3 separate regions of the Mus musculus genome follow, and all the other regions are linked to region 1. The links are chromatin contacts, called in public HiChIP or PLAC-seq and promoter capture Hi-C maps. All regions are on one chromosome and are shown on one strand. Each heading gives the region's core, a stretch centred on a gene start, on an enhancer-like site or on the middle of the called end of the contact. The rest is flanking DNA. Distances are from core to core; before and after follow the strand shown.

What was found. Promoter capture Hi-C pulls out the DNA fragments that hold promoters and counts their contacts. HiChIP or PLAC-seq counts read pairs in DNA pulled down with a chosen protein or histone mark.
Region 2: a contact with region 1 is called in an H3K27ac HiChIP or PLAC-seq map of thymic regulatory T cells, with 7 times the contacts expected there. The contact joins the promoter of Ndufc1 here to the promoter of Lhfp in region 1. A contact is called at or near these places in 1 of 39 promoter capture datasets (pre-B cells), 3 of 115 datasets of contacts at active chromatin or transcription factors (astrocytes, double positive thymocytes and thymic regulatory T cells) and 1 of 9 other capture datasets (adipose tissue).
Region 3: a promoter capture Hi-C map of cranial neural crest shows a contact between it and region 1. The contact joins the promoter of Rfxap here to the promoter of Lhfp in region 1. A contact is called at or near these places in 1 of 39 promoter capture datasets (cranial neural crest) and 1 of 9 other capture datasets (liver).

Annotation. Positions count from the first base shown.
Region 1 is chr3:53,040,157-53,042,856 of GRCm38.p6, forward strand. Lhfp (lipoma HMGIC fusion partner) reads left to right here and starts at 1,391. Exons shown (of 4, transcript NM_175386.3): 1 at 1,391-1,618.
Region 2 is chr3:51,407,620-51,410,319 of GRCm38.p6, forward strand. It overlaps Ndufc1 (NADH:ubiquinone oxidoreductase subunit C1), which reads right to left and starts at 1,336. Exons shown (of 4, transcript NM_025523.1): 1 at 1,245-1,336; 2 at 526-629. The coding sequence starts at 1,311.
Region 3 is chr3:54,806,438-54,809,137 of GRCm38.p6, forward strand. It overlaps Rfxap (regulatory factor X-associated protein), which reads right to left and starts at 1,354. Exons shown (of 3, transcript NM_133231.2): 1 at 762-1,354. The coding sequence starts at 1,238.

The DNA.
Region 1 (2,700 bases), core at 141-2,640:
AAACTTCAAATCCAGATCTCTAAACCTGAGGTTCATGGGTGAGCTAAAAACCATGTGACATTTTGAAACATGACTTCCCAGCCTTGGCCCTACTCACACTTCAAGCTAGATGATTCTGGGTGTGCCCTGTGTAGTTACAGAGCAGACTCCTGGCTTTATGGACTGGCTGCCAGTAGGGCCTTCCCAGTCTATGGGTCATGCTTACCCCAAATATCTCCAGACTCTGCCAAATGTCTCCCAGGAACTATTCTTTCCTCTTCTCAAGACTATTGTGATAAACTTAATGTGTATTACATCGCTTTCCTGGGAGGCTCATTACCTGTATCCTATTCCTACAAAGGAAAGGCTTGGAATCAATCACTTAAAACCTTTCAAACAATCCTGAAACAACCTGTCTCCAGCTGATGCCGCCCAATTCAATGGTGCACTCGAAATTTTATTATGAAATATATTCCTACCCAGTTATTACTTCCAGCTGCTTTGAAAAAGGCACATCACAAAAACTGCATCTAGGCAAGTATGTACTTCAAAAGTTGCTGGTCCCAGATGGCAGCTTCCTAAAATAACTGTCCTCTGTGGAGACTCCAGAGGTCAGTCAGTCACCCACAGAATACGGCTCTGGCTTCCGAAGGGTTAAAAAGGCTGATGGCAAGTCAGAACTGGGCAGGGCCTGAGAAGAAATCAAAAGGAGCAGATTTCAGAAAGGAAATTCAAAGGTTGTGTAGATAGATGTTAAAGCTGATCATGGGTTGGGGAGTGGAGTGGGTAAGAGGCAGGGAAGGGGACGGGAGGAGAAAGGAGGGTAGCAGAAAGAGGAGAGAGGGTGAGAGGGGAGGTAAGGGAGTGGGGGGAAACCCAGGAAAGAGGAAGAGGAAAAAGAGGAAGAGAAATGTCTTGAAAGAAGTTCCCAAAGGTTTGCAGCTGTTGGGAGAGGCTGGCAGGGGAGTAGCCTGCCTTCTTTCTTTCTGGCTTTGCCCCCACGGAATCCAGCAGCCTCGCATGGCGTGCCCAGCCTTCTCTTTCCTATGTCCACACCCGTCATGCTCTCTGCCCTCCAAAGTGACCACTTCTCAAGAGCCCCTTAAAGCTCATAGACATCGCTCTCCCCATCTCTGAGGCTACTTCCCATCCTGGTCCTCATAAAGGCCGCGCGAACACTGCAGCCCCAGACCCCAGGGTTTGACCCAGAAAAGCAAACAGGGGTCGGGTGTGGCCTCGGCGCCCCCGGGGAGCTGCGGGGAAGGCGAGCAACTTTCTCCCTGGATTCTCAGTCTGTCTGCCGCCCCCACTCTCGCGCGTCCAGGACTGCGCGGCGGGGCCGAGGGGAGGGGACAGCGGCAAAGGGAGGGCGGGGAAGAGGCGGCGCGTGCCTCGCCTGCCAAAGCTGGAGCCGGCATCCACCGTGTTCCCGGGCCGCACGGCCGCAGCCGGCGGGCTCTCCGGGTGGGTCCCCCTGACCCTCCACCCCAGCTCTCCAGACTCGCCTCGATCTCCGTCGGGATAGTGGCAAAGGCAAGAAAGACAGTCTTCTTTGGTGCCGCGCTGTCCCCGCCAGGGAAAGACAGCAAGTTGTGCTGCGCCCGGGACTCGCGAGGGACCGCGGCCGCCGCCCGACCGGGTAAGTAGCGCGCCCCGGGGCCCCGTGCCCGGGTCCCTCCTGTCTTTCCGAGTGGCATAGTTCAGCTGAGGTCCTGTCGGCCTCCGGGGGGTGCTGCCTTCCTTTCCATCCTTATCCGTCCCTTTCTCAGAGCCGGCTGCAAGAACTTCCCCGTGCCGCTTTGCATCCAGAGATCATTGTGTGTGTTCCTGTGTGCTCCAGGGTGCGGTGCGTGCGTCTAGCAGTTTTGGGGGAGGATGGTGGGTTTAAGTTCATCTGGACTAGGGTAACTCACTCCAGCTGAGAAAGAGGTCCCTTTCTTCCCACTCCCCACCTTTAATGGTAACCCCCAGACCAACTCAACTTCAGCCTCTGCTCACAGCTGACACGATTTTAAAAACCGTAGCCAGAGGGAGCTCCCCTTTGGGTAGAATCCAGAACAGAGGGCGAGCAAAGTGTAGGAGACTGGAGTTTGGAAGCAGTTTGCAGATGGAACCCGACGGGGTGGGGGTGTTCTTCTGTGTTCTTTGTGGAGAGTGTAGCCAGGTGTGCAAGCCAGCCCACCTCATCGAACCCTTTTGAATAGCTGACTTGACATTAGGTATTGGAAAAGAGTGAGTGCTTGGTCTGAAATGGCCAGCAGGTGAAAGCACTGAAGCCAAGGAGTCAAAATAGGAGGCGTGAACACATTTGCCCCGGAAAATTAAGACAGAAGGCGTTTTTAGTGTTATCGAGTACTGGGGGTGTGTAACTATATATCACCCGATATATACACCCGAGTGGTGAATACTGTTAGTTAAATTTACAGTAACTGGGGGTGTGTAACTATATATCCAATGTATACACCTGAGTGGTGAATACTGTTAGTTAAATTTACAGTACTTCTGTAATTGTATGAAGTTCCCACTATCATGTTGCTTGGTTGGCACACTCATCAAGTGATGCCGAGGAGTGGCTAGAAACTAAGTGTGAACTTGCAAGCCAAATAAACAAACTACTGTATGGTCCATTTTATTTTAATATCCGGAATTATGTCTCCTGCTAGTAAAAAATGCTACATTGCTTTTAATGTGAGTATGTGAAATGAATTCACTGGCTTGGCA
Region 2 (2,700 bases), core at 86-2,585, 1.6 Mb before region 1:
ATGGAATTATAAGAAGTGACACTCTAGCTGTTGAGTGTGTTGTAGGCTGGCTGATAAGTATATGCTATACTTTTGTGTACCTCTGTGTGTGTGTGTGTGTGTGTGTGTGTGTGTGTATGCAATGTCTAAATACAGTATGCTGTCCTTCCAACCTTAGAAGCCTCACACTGTGATTAAATGACCAACCCTCACCTCTGTGTATGTTAATTAGAAGTCAGAGAGCAGCTACTTTCTTAGAACCACAGTCTGACAGACTGTGTAACTAGAACAATGACTAATGCAATGATAAGATTCTTGGGAATCAAAGACCTAATTTCAATCCTTAATGATCTCCGCAGCAATTAAGCCTTCCATCAGGAAAAACTTTCAAAAATGTAGATGAACTTGGAGCCGCAGAGATGGCTTGGCAGTTAAGAGCATGTACTGCTTGCAAAGGACCCAAGTTTGGTCCCCAGGACCAACAACAAGCAGCTCAGAAATGTCTGTAACTTCAGCTCCAGGGGACTCGGTGAGTACGGTACTCACATAAATCCACATGAAAACCGAGGCGCCCACGGACAGTCCAACTGCCAACCAGTTAGGTTTGGCATTGACTGGCTCCCGGACATAGAACTTCGACCGTGTTGAAGCTGAAAAAGGAAAGAGAATATGTGTTTTATTGATGTCTGCGAGGAATATCTAACATATACTAGTGATGTAATTTTTGAGATAGAGGTTCTTGTAGTGCGGGCTGGCCCTGAATTCCTGATTGCCTGTCTCCACTTCCACCGGGCTGGGATTCCAGGCGCGCTCCACTACGGCTTTGTTGTCATTTGTCCTCTATCTGTTCGTCCCCAATTTAAAGAGTCAAGGAAACATAGTTCAAAGAACCTAAGTAATTTGTTCGGGGACACCAGCAGAGACAGAAGGTCGTCCTTGGTACTCAGGGCGCCTTCAAAGCTTGGGTTAAAGCCTCGTCGGCCCTCATAGGCTCTGGAGTGGGAGGTTGGGAGGCAGCCCCGGAAGGGTCTCCCAGACATTGAAAAGCCTGGGACAAAAAGACTCAAAATCCATTCGCAGAGGTCAGGGTTTAGCCTGGAGGAAAGCTGACGGCTAATGATGAGTGGAGAACCCGGCTCGCGGCCAGTGAAGGTCACTGCAGGTCGGCCTGGACCGCGACCTCCTCCTCCTCCGGAGATTCCAGGGTGGCTCGTGTTGGATGAGGGCTAGGCTGAGGGCCGAATGGGCTCTGAAAAGACACTCACAGCAGCTCGGCAGCCGGGCGGGGGCCAGCAGCCGCGAAAACGAGCGCAGCACTACGGACGGCGCCATCTTGTTCCGCAGGCTCCGCCTCTTCTCGGGTTGCTCGTTTGGCCGAGCTGGCACCGCCTTCTCCCTGCGCGCGCATCTCCGGTTGGTGGCGCAGAGCGCAGCGCCCCCTGGCAGCAGAACTGGGACTCGCAGGTGGGCCAGACTCCTACCTTCATTCAGTACAAGGTTCCCAAGAACCCGGACTTAGTGGGCTGTGAATAAAACAAAGGGTACGAAGAGGGTTGGGGCTGGGAAAGCAGTTTGTCCATCTCCAGGGTGCTGGTCAGGTTTACTACAGAGTTCGTTTGTCAGCCAAAAACTCGTGTGCTTTACACGAGTCATTACAGTGACTGTAGGATGTGCTGTGATTATTAGCATCTACTAAGAGATGTGCTCAAAGATAAACTTGTTGACGAAGGGAACTTTGTATTTGCAAAGGCTCTTAACAGTTCCTAAAATCCACTTATACTCAAAATCACATTGATTCCTCTCAGTCCTATGAGGTAGGTTCTGTTATTCATCGGGGTGGAATCCTACATCGCCGTCAAGTGCCTTACCACTGAGCTACATAGCCCCACATAGTTTTTTTTTTTTTGTTTTTGTTTTTTTTTTTAACTTTTTGAGAAAGGGTCTCGCTAAGGTTCCCATGCACTTGATCTTCCTGCCTCCTGAGGAGCTGGGATTATAGACCTTTGTCACCAGGCCCTGATAAAATTCTTATATATGGAGGCTGGAGAGATGGCTAAGCAATTAATAGCACTGCTTAGCCATCCAGAGGTCCTGAGTTCAATTTCCAGCAACCACATGGTGGCTCACAACCCTCTGTAATGGGATCCCATGCCCTCTTCTGGTGTATTTGAAGACAGTGACAGTGTACTTACATAAAACAAATAAGTAAATCTTTAAAAAAAATTTTTATAGATGTTAGATGACAGTGATCTGACTGGTTCAGATGGCAGAGGCATCCAGTGTGTGGTCCTCAGAACTCTAGATCTAGAGTCCATTAGCTCACTTAACAATGGGATTGGCTATAATGCCAGGAGCCTATATAGAACAAGATTCAAACGGTCATGTCTCTGTACCATTTGGGTATACTACATTTCAACAATATATTCTTTAGTTGTTACTTAATCTCTACTATAGTTGTCTATTGATAACGTAAAACTTATCCTTGTAGGATAGTTGGGAAGTTTAGGTGTTATCTGAAAGTACTAAATGCCCAGTTTGCCTATTCAAGACACTGTTTTCTTTTTAAATAATTTATTTTTATTTTAAGAACATTGCTGTTTTGACTGTATGTATCTCTGCATGAGAGTGTCAGATTCCCTGGAACAGGCGTTCCAGGCAGTTGTGAGCTGCCATATGGGTGCTGGGAGTGGAATCTGGGTCTTCTGGAAGAGCAGCTGGTGC
Region 3 (2,700 bases), core at 104-2,603, 1.8 Mb after region 1:
CTGACTTGACTGTAGAGAACCTTATGTCTTCACAACTCCAGGCCTTGCACTGTGTAGGTAGGATAATGCTAATACCACAAAAATCAGACGTTTATAGTAGCAATAATTTTGAGTCATCTAGGCCAAACTTCCACAAATGTTAGAAGTTCCCCTTCAAAAGGAACTTCTGTGGTAAGGAGTCTTTCTACTTTTTACGGGTTTTGTTTTGTTTTTTAAACAGCTCTAATACTTAGGTGGACTTTGCTGGGTCTGAGCTGAAATGCACACCACTTATAATTTTCACCTAACCAAAATAAATCCGAAGAAACACTAATTGGGCATTATCTTAAGGGCAAAAGACGAGGGAGCCGAGACTTAAGGGAGATGAATAATGGACCTAAATACAGACAGCTAGCAGCAGAAGCCCAATTGCAGGGCACTGGCGTCTCTCTTCCAAGCTTGACTTGAATCAAGCAACCGAGCAACGCCCATGTGTGCTGTAAGTTACTACCCCACTGTCAATCCAACTTTTCTCAGGGGCCAGGGAGTCTAAGAAAAAAAAACAAAGTCACCAAAGTTACAGAAAACCAACAGGGTGTGTCAATGTGCCGGATGCCTCGGGGTAGACACTGGGAAGGGTTTACTAAGGAGAGGTGTAGATCACCTCCAAAGTGCCCATGTCAGCTGGAGCAGAGGATGAGCCCTTGGGGAGACCCTGAGTGTGTACCAAGTAGGTTGGCACCCATCTGCCCTGGCCCCGGGGCCCCGAGGAGCAAGCATACCTCCAGTTTGACGTTGCCTGTGCTGGCCGCGGACGGGCCGCCAGAGCCCAGTGCCTGGTCGCTCTTCTTCTTCTTGTACTTGTCCTTGTACATCTTGTTGCGGTGCTTCTTGCACATCCAGGGCTTGCGCTGCTTGGCCACCTGGCTGGTGGTCTCGCGGCAGCCCTCGTACGTGCAGGTCTTGGAGCCTCGCCTGCGCGCTGCGCCGCCACCCTCCGCGTCCTCGTCCTCCAGCTCCTCCGGGCTGGCCGCACTCTCGCCGCCGCCCGCCGGGTCCGATGTGTCCAGCAGGTCGGCGTCGTCGTCCCCCGCCTCGTCCTCGGCGTCTGCCGCCGCCTCACTCCCCGCCAGGCCCGGCCTCAGAGCGCCGTCCGCCTCGGCCTCGTCCTGCCGCATCACCAGCACCGTCACCGGAGGGGCCGTCCGGGGACTGGCGGTGCTCGGCCCCGAGCCCTCGGGCACAGCCTGCGCCTCCGTGCTGCCGCCCGAGCCCGGGTCCGCCACCGCGGCCCGTCAGCTCTTGAGAAACACAACCGTACTCGACAAGCGGCAGCCCGCCGCACGTCCCGGAGCCGAACCGCCAGCACTGCACTGCGCGTGCGCCGTAGCGGTCCGCGAGCCTCTGCTTGGGAACGGCGAGAGGGGCGGGGTTGAGCAGGTGCGAGACAGAACCGACTGCGCCTGCGCGGCGGCCATCCGCAAGCGATTCCTAGGTGCAGGCTGACCAAGAACCCGGCTGACAGCCGGTCGTGGTGGCGCATGCCTTTAATCCCAGCACTCGGGAGGCAGAGGCAGGCAAATTTCTGAGTTCGAGGCCAGCCTGGTCTACAAAGTGAGTTCCAGGACAGCCAGGGCTACACAGAGAAACCCTGTCTCCTTCCAGGCGGGGCGGAGCGGCTGACAGAAGTCCCGATTGCGCATGCGCAGCTGTCCTCCGCTCGCCTGGCGCTCACCAGTTGGAAAGACTGGAGAATGGAGACTGGAGGACGGCCAGGAGACACTTTCTGCCTGGACCCATCCTCCCTGACGGGTTCAAAACGCGTCTCTCCTGGAACGTCTCTGGATAGATTAGGTTCCCGAGAGGCCTGAAGAGGAGTTTGAAACAACTCGAGGAGGAAACGGTTTATTTGGCTAATGCATCCCAGTCAAGTCCCATGGGGACATGGAGGAAAGCTTGCTCACAAGCTCTGGTTCGCCTTAGGGTTTCTACCCAGTGCGGACGCTCCTGCCTTTTCTGACATTCCCAGTAATGAGATTGTTGACTCATGTGACAGTTCTGTTTTTATTTTCCCCACAAGCTGCTCTCTGTCTTCCATAGTGGGTGCTCGGGTTGGCGTTCACACTAGCAGTGTAGGAGAGGTCCCTTTTCCCGTATTCCCCCAACCCCCGCCAGTGCTCGATAGATATCTTATCTCTGATAATAACCGTTTCATCTGGGATGAGATAGATAACACTGTTCTTCAGGATTAGGGATGTATATTACATACACCTGTTGGTCTTTGCATGCTTTCCTTTGTGAACCAACTACATCGCCCATTTCAATAGGATTATTAGGTTATTATTATTGTTATTACTTATTTTTATTACGTTTGTTTGAATTCTTTTCTTTCTTTTTTGTTTGTTTTTGTTTTTTTGAGACAGACAGGGTTTCTCTGTATAGCCCTGGCTGTGCTGGAACTCACTCTGTAGACCAGGCTGGCCTCGAACTCAGAAATCCACTCAGAAATCCACCTGCCTCTGCCTTCCCAGTGCTGGGATTAAAGGCGTGCGCCACCACGCCCAGCCTTTGTTTGAATTCTTTATTTGTTTGTTTATTTATTTATTATATGCAAGTACACTGTAGCTGTCCTCAGACACTCCAGAAGAGGGAGTCAGATCTCCTTACGGATGGTTGTGAGCCACTATGTGGTACCTTTGGAAGAGCCGTCGGGTGCTCTTA